Regions from separate parts of the Hordeum vulgare genome. Here region 1 is linked to region 2. A link is a contact called in public Hi-C data. All regions are on one chromosome and are shown on one strand. The core of a region is the stretch at or near the end of the contact, and the rest is flanking DNA. Distances in the headings are between cores, read along the strand shown.

Region 1 (7,106 bases), core at 1,155-3,654, 120 kb after region 2:
CAACATAAAAGTTCTCTAAAATAATAACTAGGTGAGCAACCTATATGATGCTACCTACTATGACCACTAAATCAAGTAAGAAATACTCTACAACAAAAGCATACACAATGTAAAGGTAAGAGATAACCACAAGTGGAACCGATGAAGACGAGGATGTGTTACCGAAGTTCCTTCCCTTTGACACAAAGTACGTCTCCGTTGGAGCGGTGTGGAGGCACAATGCTCCCCAATAAGCCACTAGGGCCACCGTATTCTCCTCACGCCCTCACACAATGCAAGGTGCCGTGATTCCACTATAGGTGCCCTTAAAGGCGGCGATCGAACCTTTACAAACAAGGTTGGGGCTATCTCCACACAAAGCTTGGAGGCTCCCAACAAGACCACGGAGCTTCACCATAATGGAATGTGGCTCCGAGGTGACCTCAACCGTCTAGGGTGCTCAAACACCCAAGAGTAACAATATCCGCAAGGGATTAGTGGGGGGAATCAATTTTCTCTTCGTGGAAGTGTAGATCTTGGCCTTCTCAACCAATCTCTAGGAAATCAACAAGTTTGATTGGCTAGAGAGAGAGATCGGGCACATATGAGCTTAGGGAGCAACAATGAAGTCTTGGAGGGTCAAAGGTAGGGTTTGTGAGGTAGGTGAACCCTTTGTATAGTGGGGAGCAGCGGTACTACCGCCTGGAGGAAGCGGTACTACCGCAAGCCCCAGCGGTATTACCGCCAGGACTGAGCGGTACTACCGCTAGGCTGACACAAAGCCACGGTAGTAGAAATACTACTACTGAGCCTACCACCGCTGGAAAAGTATTCGCAAAAAGTCCGACGAAGTACAACCGCTCAGAGAGGGAGGTACTACCGTCCCCAAGCGGTAGTACCGCTCGACTGGAACGGTACTACCGCTCAGCTCGCGGTACTACCGCTCCGCATGAGCGGTACTACCGCTGGACCCTTTGCAACGGCTACGAAAGATCGAGCGGGTGCTCCATTGCAGCAAAGAGAAAGTGATGGAAAGAAAATGTGCGCGTGTGTGAGTTGATTCCACCCAAACCTTTCCGACGCGGACCCCCTCTTAATAGTACGGCTTTCCTACTACTCAACACTACCAAAGAGAACCGTAAGAAACACCGTGCTCCAACAACACCGAGGGGCGACGAGTCATCTTGTGCCCCGTGATGTATTATCTGAAATGCTCAATGCACACGATTAGTCCGCAGAGGTGTTGTCATCAATCATCAAAACTACTTAGAACAAAATATGCCCTAACAGCAATCTCGATGGGGCATCGTCCGGTATCCTGCTAATACCTGAAGCATGCAGAAACTGTGGGAGGTGATGACTGCTTGTGTGATCATGCATAATATGATCATAGAAGACGAGCGCCCGGAACGTCTGTACGATCAAGGGTTCCAGTTTCAGGGTGAGAATGTTTTGCATGAGCATGGATGAGCGGCAACGTTTGAACAGTTCACCTAATTTCATCAAGACATGGGTGATTGAGAAACTCACGTGCAATTGCAAAATGATTTGGTTGAGTATATGTGTACTCATGTTGGCAACCAATAGATTTTTTTTTTATTCGTTTGCAAAACTATGTGAGAACTACGTTATTTTTATTCGGCTTGTAATAACTATGCTATTTTATTCGGTCCAAATTATGTTATTTGATTCAAACTATGTAAATTCATGTAGAATATGGCGGCCAGCTGGCCACGCGGACACATATGACTCCGATTTGCCTATCCTATGTATAGATGCTTTAACCAAGTCTTATTCGAGTGGCACCCCGTATAAAAAGAAGCTAGAGAAATGAACAAACAATTTTACACGGATCTCCATTCTAACATGTCGTTAATACAGCATCGACTGACACCTCGTTAATTCCTAGTCGATTGAGATTTAGCAATCCGGATCAACCTATGTTTCATTGTGCATGCGATGTGTGGCGTAGTTTCATAGGTCGTTTCCCAGTGAGGCAGTGACCAAAGACAAAAAATATATTTTCTTTTTCGTTTTGTTTTGCGGAAGACCAAAGACAAAAATGAACCACAGTCCAAAAAAAAAAAAACGACAAATGAACGTACGATCCCGTTATACTGTACGCCATGCCGAGGAAAACGTGGCCCATACCAAACCCCGTCGGAAGGAAGGAAGAGCCGCGGATTTAAAAAAAAAAGCCGGGGACGGAACGGATTGACGCCGCCGGCGGCGGCGACGCATGGCCACTGCCCATCACCGGCGTCACGTCCGGCCCGTCCCGTACCCACCACCACGCCCTTTATCCCACCCCACCCCACCCCGGCACTTTCCCTACTTTTACCCTTTTACCCCTCGCCTCCCCTCCCCCCTCTCTCGTTTCAATCGGCCTCACGAGCTCACTCTCCCCCCCGAAGCGCCCCGGACGCTGCTGCTGCTGCCGCTGCTCCCATCTTGAAACCCCAAACCCCACGCCAAGCCCCGGCGCCGAGATTCCGCGAGATCCCGCCGCCATGGGGGCCGCCGGGGCAGCGGCGGCCGCGCCCCGGCCCAACCCGTCGCCGTCGCCGCACCGCCGCCGCGCCGCCTCCGCGCTCTCCCCGTCCAAATCCACCAACGCCAATGCCGCCGCCCGGCCCAGGCCCAAGGCCGTCCCTTCCCGCTACCTCCTCGCGCCCTCCTCCAAGTCCACCTCCACCTCCACCTCCACATCCACCACCACCACCTCCTCCTCCAACTCCACCTCGGCCTCCACGCCCTCCCGCCGCTTCGCGTCGCCGCTGCCCAGGCGCTCCTCGTCCGTCGACCGGCCGCGACCGGCGGGGGGCAATGCCGCCGCCGCCGACGCCGCAGGGCCCAACGGGGCCACCACCACCACCACCAGGAGCCTCTCCGTCGCCTTCCAGGGCCGCTCCTACTTCCTCGAGACCAGCAAGGCCAAGCCGGCCACGTCCCCGTCGCCGGTGCGACGCCCCGCGGCGCCCCCGGTGGCCTCCACCACGCCGGAGAGGAGGCGGCCTGCCGCGGGCGCGGTGCCGGAGAGGGCCAAGGGGTCCGAAGGGGGCCATACCCACCAGAGGTGGCCAATGTCGGCACACGGGTTCGAGGGGAATCCGCTCACCAAGAGCCTGGACTGCTCTTTGGACAAGAAGGGCGCCGCTGTCCTGGCCGCCGTCAGATCGCTGCGGCAGTCCATGGCGTTCGACGACGGGGTGCGCCGCACCTCGTTTGACAGCGGGGACTACTTGATGTCATCGGACACAGAGAGCTTGTCGTCAGGGAGCAATTCCGAGTCCCAGGATGCCAGCAATGGGGTTGCTCACAGAGCACGCCCATCAACAAAGGGGATGAGTGTGCCTGCACGGTTCTTGCATGATGCAGCTGGCAGCAGGATGCATCGCTTTGCAGACCCAGGCACACCCTACGTGACACATAATTCTGGATTGGCATTGTCACCAAGGTCAGCGCCGGTCAAGAAGTCGCTGTTGAATGGCTTTGTTTCGTCTCCACTCAACAGACCAGTTCGGCAGTCTTCACCAAGTAAGCTTGTGGGCAATTCATCGAGGAGAATGTCAAGTCCATCCCGCCCAAGGAATTCCATGGGGTCGAGTGCATCAACGTGGGATCAACAGGGAAGAAGCTCATCTGGTTACGGTATTGATGGTCAAGCGAAGAGGAGGTGGGCTGGGGGCAGCAAGGTTGATGGGGAGCACCTATTGAGAATCTTGTGCAATCGACATTTGCAGTGGCGGTGTGTAAATGCGCAGGCTGATGCCGCACTTGCTTCACAGAAGATGACTGCAGAGGTTAGTGTGTCTGTTAATCGATAAAATCACAAATCTTGGGTATACCAAGTGTCTAATCAGTATGCTTATTTGATATTATTGCCATATCCTGTATTATTTTCTCATTGTCAAATGTTAAGAATTAGAAGTTGATAATTCATGTGTGTATATAAGGCAATCTTGTTTCATTTATATTTAGTGTGTAAAGGGCAACTAAGTTTTAACAGATGGGTTACAAAACTTTATGGCAACAGGCTTACAGTTCTCTTATAGCAAGAGTTGATTCCATGTAATATTAGTGTAACTCCCATGCATTTTCCATGCAATAGCTTATCACATAGTGCAGAATATCTATAGCCGCGTGCAATTTTTATTGGGATCAGCTTTCACACTAAAGATAACTGGTCTATTTATGTGTAATTGTCAATAAGATTCAAGCATGTTACCAGATCTTATTCAGCTGAAAAATAGTTCTTGCACCAAATATATAGGATAGTGACAGGATAAAAGAAAGAACAGACAGAGCTTTGAAATCCCTTCCGTATGCTGGAGCCGTAAACGAAAAAAGTATCAATATATTTAAACTTCTGATGGTGTTCTCCTTCTGTTTCGGAATGATAAGGAATGCTTTTGAATACAAATCCAGTGGTATCAAATTTGTGTAACATAACCTACTTGCTATTGGATTAATTGTTTGCCAAAGCATAGATTTGGACAGTAAAACACACTATATTTCGAAACATATGTGATATCATATTTAATGCTGAAATTATGATGATTTAAGAATTGAAGTTTGAAATGCGCATTCATACATGAACTAGTTGAATTCTCTGAACTTTATTATCTTAGTGCTTAACTGAAGTCGCGAAATAGATATTTTAATAAAAAGTACATTTAGAAACAAGGATTCATTTTGGCCAGATGACTAGCAGACAAGTGTCATCATTTCTGCTATTTTTTCTTTGTTTGTTACTTTGCTGACATTTCTTCTTTTCTTTTACCAGAAAGACCTATGTGATGCATGGATTACTACCCTAAGCATGCGTAAATCTGTTGCTCTTAAAAGGTTACAGCTACAATTATTCCGAAACAATTGGAAACTCATGACGGTTCTAAAGGGACAGGTAGACAGTATTTCCCATGATTTTATTGCATTATTTTGAAATATCCACTGCATTTTCTGCCCGGCATAGTTAACAAGAGTATTTTGCCAACAGGGCAAGAAGTACACGAAAGAACTGTAGGATCAGCTAGCAGTAAACATGATAATTTGAATACTGATTTCCTGTCGCAGTTTGTACAATTGATCCACTATTATAGTTTTTTCGTTCATATAATGATTGTGATAATTAATACTCCATCCGACCCATAATAAGTATCGTGGTTTTAGTAGCAAACTGAGCCATTTTGTTACTTATTTCCTCTGTTAAGTAAATCGCACATAACTATGAAGTTGAGATGGAAACAAGATCAGCATGTAGCTTCTGCAGTGGGATATTGGACAAATATACAGAACTGATAAGTGAATACTGCTTAACAATCATCCATATTAGCTGTTCATAGCTTGACCTAATGAAGTGATAGAGGTATCAACTGAATTAGTTTGGTCAGCACAGCCATCAGATCATTTTATATACTAGAACAATATCCTTTTTTTATCGAAGTTCATTATCAATTTGCATAACTCTGGAAGCCTGACCGAATTCGATTGACATAGATGCCATATTTGGAGGAGTGGTCTTCACTAGAGATGGAGTACGCAGATTCTTTATCTGGAATTGTGGAAGCTCTAACTGCCACCATTCTGTGCCTTCCTGTCGATGGAGCAAAGGTTGGAATAGCATGCCATCTTTGCTAACTTATTGTCATGTGTTTCTCTTATGTTGATTGTTAAATTTCAGACCTTACTTACTACCTCCTTAATTGCAGGCTGATATCCAAGACGTAAAAAATGCCGTTGGCTCTGCAATTGATATCATGCAAACAATAGGAAGTTCAATATGTTCTTTACTGGCTAAGGTACTGCTTGCTTCAAATTGTTTTCTGACCCCTTTTTACCAGTTGCTTGTCTACCAATACATTTTATATCGCAATAATGGTTGTAACACCCACAAAACATACCTGGTACATTATAAGTTTTTACAAGCCTTCCAATTCGGAACGGATGGTTGAATTGGCTGGAGCATATCAGGTGTCAATTGTTTGTGTTGATTAGGCTGATTTTGGTGAACCATCTCCCAGATCATATCGTCTTTGATAGGCCTTCAAGCTTCTGAATAATGCAGAATATCTTACATAACTTTGCCCCTTCTCTGAGGGTCCAGCCGTACGACTGTGCACATTTGCTTTAGCTTATTTTATAATTGAGCTACTTGAAGAGATTCCATATTCATGCCACTTTGCAGTTGCAAGCATCTTATTATTAACAAACATTAGCATGATTGTACGGCCAATTCTTTCTTGCAGCTTGTATGTTGTTACGTGTAAACACGTTTGAAGGGTTTCATATTAACTAGTAGAGTACAGAGAGCATACAACTAGTTCCGATAAGACTATTTTTGGTGAAATATTCATTATGTGGGGCTTCATTAATTGTTTAATTTGGCCTAACTCATGTCACGCTGCAGCTATCTGGGACAAGTGTTTTGGTGTCTGACCTCGCCAGAATTGCCATGCAAGAACGTTCTCTAATGGACCAGTCCAGGGAACTGCTGTCCACACTTGCATCAATGCACGTAAGTAGTGCAATCTGCTATGTCCAGTTCCATCTTACTCGGCAGTATATGCTAGCACTATCATAAGACTTGTAATCTGTATGTACATCTGAATCATGGCAAAAACAGGTAAAGCACTGTAGCCTACAGGGCCAGCGAGTACAGACAAGTCACAGGAGGCTCAAGCACTCGTAGTTGACACTACTCTTAACTCTCACTAACCGAAGAGCGTAGGTGCAGCTGCTAAATCTGAAGGCTTTACTGGGTTGCCCGCTGAGCGATATGACTTTTGAAGAAGATACCTCGACGCGGTCTAATGAAGTTCCGGTGCTCTTGTCATGGTGGTGGTTCACCAGGTTCTGAATTGGCTAAGTTGGAGAAGCAGGCTAAGAAGGCCGGGCTACGATACAACAGATGAAGCGCAACCTGTATATATAGATGTAGTTTATTTTCTTTCCCTTGTTGGTGTTGTTAGATGAGCATTAGGAGGTAATAGTAGCTAGTTTTAGATTGGGTTCCTCCTGTCTATGAGATGACCTTCTGCGCCATGGCAAATGCAATATAACCATCCACTACTGGTGCTCTCAGTTAGCTCCCCTCTAGACCTGTACTAGCATGTTTGCTTCTTCGT
Region 2 (7,590 bases), core at 657-3,156:
CCGTCCCGTTTACCGCGTACACGGTCGACGGGAGAGCAGGCCTCCGAAACCCCGCCTCTCCGGTTCCTGTACGGGAGAGGGGGAATTAGGTTTTTGGGGAGCGATCACGCGACTGCTCGCCTCCGTCTGTCTGCTTCGTCTACGTCCGCGTCGCCCTCGTCATCGCCATGTCTTCACCAAGCGAAGCTGACCGTCTCGTCCGCGAGAAGGCCGAAGCCGAGAAGAAGGCGGCAGAGGATACTGCCGCCGCCACCGCTACTGCTACAGCCAATTGGCCGATCGGAGGGTATGATATGTTTATCTCTCTCCTGTTTCTGTCTGCACTAGTAGTATTGTCTATATGCGTAGATGTTTCTGCTATATGCGTAGTACTTGCTAGTATACTCCGTGATCAGTATGTCATGAACCTAGTCAATGCCAATGTTACTAATTATTTCATGGATTAGTCTACTTGAAAAATTGCCTATTTACTCAAAAAAAGGACACTGATTTTCCCCAAAGCAAACATAATAAAATTACATGAAAGTTCCTACAGCACAGAACGACCACTTCTGACCCTAAAACAAGCCGCCTACATGACGTTGTCATTGCTCCCTGATCGGAGCCATCCTGGCCATTTCGATGATAGTCGATAAGGTTTTTTGTGTATTTGTCCCTATGGACCAACACCCGAGAGCCACTATCACAATTGAACCCTTGAATAGATCGTGAACACCTTACACCAAATATCGACGTTGCATACCCATAACGTGAAACCCCTAACCTTGCCGCTCCGAGGAGCCAACAAGAACCTATGCCTGAGCTTTGCCGACTTCGTCCTAGCGTATGAACTCATGGAGGAAGAGAGCCGAGGCTGCCAGAATGGCATGGGAAGGGCAGGCGAATCTGTGGACTCGACTGCCGAAGATCGAGGCGCCGAGGAAAGGATAGAAGTCGTGGTCTTTGACCTTTTTGCGAAGAATCAATATACATGCGTGTTGCAGCTAGCCTTTTGTGGTCGAATTGATCAAACACAAACAAACATGAGGTGGATTGTTTTATCGAAAAATATGAGGTGATTGTGAGCTTATCTTGTTGGTTCAGACAGAGACGGGGGAGAACGAGACAGAGAGCGAGACAACTGTGCACAGTTGCGCACGCTCTTGAGAAAATGACTTTCGTGTGGGGAATGAACCAAATCCGTGCTCAACAACAACAAGTGAGCTCCATTGATCTTAGCTGGAACTGAACGCGGACACCAATGTGTTCTTTTTTTGCGGGGAACATGAATGCGTTTTATTTATAACCACAAAAGGGTCCTCAACGACTCTAAACACTGCCAGCAGTAACATCAATCCTTCTGTCATTAGCATCGGCCCACAGATTTGTTACTCTATGGTGACTTTGGCATCACGTCCAGGATATTTTACGCAGGGGATTAGGCCTGGATAACAGGGAACTGCTGGTGTCACAATGAACAAAAAGGGGCCTGAAACAAGAACACGACGGTAGAATGATTGGGCGCTCAGATGCTCCGGTAACCACAAATAGAACCACGGAATGTGAGCAGCATTTCCTTAGTACTCCCTCCGGTTCGAAAATACTTGTCATAAAATGGTTATATACTGAGGAGTTGAGTTCCATTGGCGACAGCAGCCTGCGACCCTGGATAATTAAGCAAGTCAATGAGGACCATCGTTCGGCACCAGTGGAGGCCGTGCATGATGATTCCGAACGTGTTTAGTTGGTCGACAAGAACCCACCTCCCACGACCACAACTTCCGAGTAGGGTGCCACTACTACACACGAGCCGTACGACATCCATTTGGTACTTAGTCGAAGATCCAACTGGCGGAGCAGGATGCAAAAGTTCCACGCGCAAGCGTGTTCACTGGCTCAGATATCTCAGACTCTCCCATCACGATCCCACACCGGACAGACATGCCTATATGCGATAGGCTACAGAAGATCTCGCAGTGCCTATTGTGGGCTTCTAGTCGCGTGCAACTCGTTGCCGAAATGGAAAATACAGCTAGCGCATACGCAAACCGGTGAACAATCAATGAGGCTAACTCCAAAGCATCATCTCAAATAAACGTTTTTTCATTCACATGTCGTCGTTTAAGACGGCAAAACAGAGGTCTGTGTCCGGTTTTGGACGTCGGCCTGAGGGCCGCATAGCAAATAATCGGCATCGCATGACTAAGAAAAAAGACTGCCACACATTTTATAATACAAAGATAAAAACATAATTAAAAATTATTTAATTATTAGAAGTCCATGTCCGCTTCAATAAACATTACTAAAAAACTTTAATGCCACCACCGGTTGTTGCCGTCGTTGCTGCCACCGCCGTCTTCAAGCGTCGTCGTTGTTGTCCACGGTGAGGTCGACGTACGGCGAAGACGTCCAGAGGTGGACCAGAGGCGTCTACAGTGGATCATGGCCGGAGACGCGTGCACCACATTCTCATGCGACGCGAACAGTGACCGTGGCGGCGTGGGCATCCAAGGCTCGCACCCACCCAATTAGCCATCTCCGACGCGGCAGCCGACCATGGCCACCACTGGCCAACCATGTGAGCTCCTCCATGGAAAGGTTTCAGACGTCGGTCACAGGATGCTCCACAAAAAGGTTGCTCCTCCACGGCCTCCTTGAAGGCCATCTCCAGCTGTGGGATGGCAACGTTGTCAACCACGGAAAGGGCTATCATCTCCACCATCTCCAGCTCTAGGGTGGCGACGACTGCGGCGGGCTTGGTGTGAGGCCGTGAACCAGCCTCCGCGTGTGGCTGGGGCGGGCTGGGAGCGCGCGCACGATGGGCTGGGCGTTCACCTGGACGGTCGGCAAAGCACGGCTGCCACCGCACGTCGTCCTCCTCGCGGAACCAAGTATCCCATAGAGGTGAGTCTATGGCATACCAGCGGTCATTGACGAGGTCCGACGACTAGTGGGCGTGGCAGCGACGGATCTCCTCCCGACGGGCTCGGTCGTTCGTCGGGACAGGTAGGATCGACACACGAACCGGGGAGAGGTGCTAGTTACTGGGAGGTGCACGTGGCTCCACGACAGTGACGTGTTCATCTCCCAATACCTCTTGCATATCTGAGCTAGCACGTACGGTCATGTGCAAGGAGCAGCCACCGGCGGTGAGATGTGAAACAGTGGGGGTGAAGGAGGAGCGGCGATCGGAGGAAGACCCGGCCTCGTAGTCGTGCTTCTCCTTGCGAGCGATGATCCAGTGCCAACTCATTTTGCCACCGACAAGGTGAAGGAGAGGAGGCGCCGGAGCTAGGGATGGGCACGGACGTGTTAGGCTTTGAGGAGGCACGATGGCTCAAGAGTTTGTAGAGTGGCTGGCCCTCGACTTCCACATTAAAAAGGACGACGACCAGAGGCGCTCGATGGCTGATAGGAGGGCCCGCCTGCACGTGCGCCGTAAAGGCCGGCGGTGAGAGATAGGTGGGCGGCTGCCACGCGGGACCGAGACGAACGCGGATCAAATACGTGTTGAATCATTTTGGTTGTCCGTTTGAACCCAAACGAAGAGACTCAAATTACGTTAGGCCATCTCGTCCATCCATTTGGGCCTAAACGAAGAGACCCACACAATTTTGGGGTGTGCGTTAGAGTTGGTCTCACATGCAAGCTCCTACGTATTACTGACGCCCCTTTAGAGATACTATTCTAAACTTCTGAAACCAGGATTTTTTCCAGTTCTAGGCCATGCACTAGTACTACCCTAGTGAACGCATTAGACACATGGATGAAGTGTAGCGAGTGGAGGCTAAATTTATGTTTTGATCCTTTTATGAAAATTGATTCAAATGTGATTCTAATGTCTAAAAAGTTTGGGATCTGATCCTTCTACCACCGGGCTTTATGACGGTAGGGTATAATAGCCTATCGTCGAGGATTCTGATGATAGGGATGTATGCCTTTCAATAAAAAATTAAAGTATTTGACACAATGTGTGTTCGCACCTACCGTCTGATACCTTGGTCGTAGGGTTATATAGGCTACCGTCAACATATTTAGCGGTAGAGGTGCGTCGCACTGTCGTGGATAAGTTTCCTACTGCCCGTGTCATCGTCTATAGGTTGTTACTAGCACAAATGCCCGTGCGTTGCTACGGGGAAACATGATGTGTCCATCATTAAATATATACTCCCTTTGTTTATAAATATAAGACCTTTTAGAGATTCGACTATGAACTACGTACAGATGTATGTAGACATAATTTAGAGTGTAGATTCATTCATTTTACTCTGTATGTAGTCCATACTAAAATTTCTAAAAGGTCTTATATTTAAAAACGAAGAGAGGCACTGCAACCAGCCCAACACCAAATCCCACGTTCCATGGCTAGGGCCGGAGTTTAAATAGTCGGTGGATGACATGGCAAGCAACAAGGCAGTTAATGGTGGGCGGCAAACAAACGGACGGGTGACGTTGAAGTAGGTTCCTCGGCAACCACACATGTTTAATGTAGGGTGGCGAAATCTTGGCATGTAGTTTGAACGTGGAGGAGTCATGTGTACCCGGAAACGGTGCAGGCGGTGCTCTCGACCCGACCCACTTCAACGTAGAACGCCAGTGAGAGGTCGGGTTGCTCTAAGTCAACATGAATGCGACACTGGTTCTTAGGAACAAAGTTGACGGCATCGGGCGGGAAGGGACGAGGGCAAGGGAGGGCTTTTTGGATGGGCTAGGGCAGTCAGAATCGAGCATGGCAACGACCCGGACCCCCATAGTTTGTTCCGGATTGCGGGGGAAAGTAGGTCTGAAGCGGTCGTCAGATTGATATAGACACGCACTGAATGGCAAAACACGTCAGGTCCAAACCTCACGATCTGGACGATTGCGAGCGTTTTGACGATTAGAATTAGAAATGCCCTTACATACTCACTGTGAGTTTATAATTCATTTAAAGTATTTTATAAAATAATCAAAATATTTGAATTTTAATGAATTTAATTATTTAGTTTTTATTTGAAATGTTTTTTCATTCGTACACCCATCAGGCATCGCGTGTAACTCCACCCACTCGCTTTGAAGCTTATCTATTCGTCTTCACTGAATGCATCCACCGATTAAGCACAGACATACATGTTGTTTGCTTCAGCACCTGCAGCCAGCGAGGTTCGTTCCCAGGCTGCCCGCTAGAACGGATGCATCAACGACCGCCACCAGCATGTTGTTTGCTTCAATTCAACACCCGCAGCTAGCGAGATTTGCGAGGCTGTCCGACGAGGTTCGTTCCCAGCTAGATCCCATCCCGTCTCCTCCCCTCCCCTCCCCTCTGTTTGTGTGGCTCTTGTTCTAATTCTATCGGGTGCATGCATGCAGGCCGATGCCTCTTTCCAGTTTCAGACCACCAGATCCGGAGTGCCGCCGTTGGATCCCGTCTCCATCATGGACGCCTCAACAACAGCTCTAGTTCTTGAGCGCCGCAATGCTCAGGAGCGGCTAGTTGCCGCCGCCGCTGGCGAACACGCCCGAACCTCGTTTCATCCCTCTCTGGTCCTTCTTTCCCCTTGGTTCCTTCTCCTTCCAGTAACACCTCTCTCTCTCGTTTTTTCTACTGAACACAGGACGCCGCCGCCCCTACCTAGTCCAGTCACCGTCGGATCCGGCTGACCTCTTCCGTCCCTGGCCTCGTCTGCTCATCATGTTGCCGGATTTGATGCACCGCTGCCAGATCTGCCTCCAGTGGACCGGATCCATCCAGATCCGGCTCCCGTCGACCGTTGCCGCACAAGAGAGATCCGCCAGAGTGGAGCGGGTCGGCAACGAGGGGAAGAGGAGAGCAGGGGGATGGGCGGTCGCTGCCGTGCACGCGAGCGGCGGAGTGGCAGCTTCCCATGGTTCTTTTTACAAAAAAACAAGAACAAAACGTTTTCTTCCGGTTACTATAGGACCGTGGGTCTATTTTGATAGAATGTAGGGGCTTTTGTGCAAAAGTGCGACGACGGACGGCAGAAGCACTCCGTGCTTTATTATTAGGGAAAGAGGAAAGATACCCTATCGTCATAGACCTCCACGATAGGGAAAGGATCAAATTCTAAAATTTCTTTAAACTAGGAACTGATCTGGATTAACTTTTATAAAAAGTCAAAACACGAAATTTTGTCGCCAGTGGACATGGCAGTGGGGTGGAGCATGACTGTTCACACACGCAGACGCGGAGAAGTTATCCTCATCCTCACGCACGGGCGCGAAAAGGCGGCGTGACGCCGACACGACCGGCCATGGTGCGCCCCAAGCTTGGACTCATCTATGCTTTACTACTACCACCGTGCGCGTGATGCAACCCAAGAGATACTATGCGATTGACAGGCATACCAGCGGTCATTGACGAGGTCCGACGACTGGTGGGCGTGGCAGCGATGGATCTCCTCCCGACGGGCTCGACCATTCGCCGGGACAGGTAGGATCAACACATGATCCGAGGAGAGGTGCTAGTTATTGGGGAGGTGCACGTGGCTCCACGACAATGACATGCTCATCTCCCAATACCTCTTGCATATCTGAGCTTGCACGTACAACCACGTGCAAGGAGCAGCCACTGGCGGCGAGATGTGAAATGATGGGGGTGATGGGGTTATAGTCCTAGGGTAGGGTCATAAGCCTGCCCCGTAGGTCCTACCCAAGGACTACCCCTCACAAAGGACAAGGCCCTTAGTCAGCTCCGACTGAATTAAGAAGTCCCTATCATCCAGTCGGTAACATGCCCTCGATCCTCCAGTCGGAGACTAGCATTCGGAGGATATCAAGCTAACCGACTGGATACCACTCGGTACATCGTAACCCCCTGGAGGGAAACGGTCGTACATTTCCAGATGCATTTATTAGCATTTAGGGCGTAAGTTACCTGTAACGTACGCATTCAATCGCCACTACTCCACCCCTGTACCGGAACCGTTGTGGAGGGCAGCGCACTCTATATAAGCCACCCTCCCCTGCTGGTAGAGGGGTTAGCAACTCATTGTATTCCCTATTCCACTCGACAACAAGCTCCCTGAGCACTGAGACGTAGGGCTATTACCTCCACTACAGAGGGGCCTGAACTCATACAATCTCGCCGTAGCTAGGACTCTACCCATCCTTTTCGTACCCTACACATCTACTGTCAGGCTTATACCCACGACACCTGGCGCCCACCGTGGGGTAGGCGTCTAAGCGACTTACGGCGAGTTTGCAACTACTTCCTTTCGTCATGTCGTCCGGTGGAGATTCGAGCATGGGTCACCAGATCTTCTTCGGCGCTCTCTCCTTCATCGTCGACGATTCGGCGTGGCTTCGGGACGCTCCTCTTGACGTCGAGGCGCTTTCCCATCGTGGGGCTATGCACTTCCGTGCCGGCGCCCGCGGCATTCTTCTTCTCCAGCAGTCGGCTCCGGTGTCGACCTACACCGCCGTCACGCGCCGCAGCAAGCGGTCCCGCCGTCCACGTCTCCAACGTTGGGTGCAACACACCCAGGCGCGCCAGATCGCGTCTTCTCAAGTGGCGGTTCTAGAGTCTGTTGTGGTTGCCCCGCTGTCCCAGCGCTCGAGCTCGGTTCCGACTGAGTTTACTTCCGAGTATGCGAGTCGCGGGCCTGCAGCAGA

The links. Hi-C and Micro-C count contacts between places; a contact is called where the count stands out from the background.
Region 1: a Hi-C map of leaf shows a contact between it and region 2, with 4 times the contacts expected there. The contact joins the promoter of LOC123452365 here to the enhancer-like site in region 2. A contact is called at or near these places in 2 of 6 Hi-C or Micro-C datasets (both in leaf).

Annotation. Positions count from the first base shown.
Region 1 is chr5H:532,050,208-532,057,313 of MorexV3_pseudomolecules_assembly, forward strand. It overlaps LOC123452365 (QWRF motif-containing protein 2-like), which reads left to right and starts at 2,405. Exons shown (of 6, transcript XM_045129016.1): 1 at 2,405-3,782; 2 at 4,766-4,885; 3 at 5,479-5,592; 4 at 5,691-5,780; 5 at 6,389-6,496; 6 at 6,605-7,066. The coding sequence starts at 2,490. The coding sequence ends at 6,670.
Region 2 is chr5H:531,930,810-531,938,399 of MorexV3_pseudomolecules_assembly, forward strand. No RefSeq gene overlaps it. Among protein-coding and RNA genes, the nearest start is that of LOC123398445, 8.1 kb to the left of the region's middle. Within about 2 kb of position 1,907, at least 3 of the 3 cell types and tissues checked have open chromatin away from gene starts, as enhancers often do. A contact at or near this core is called in leaf, where this site is marked.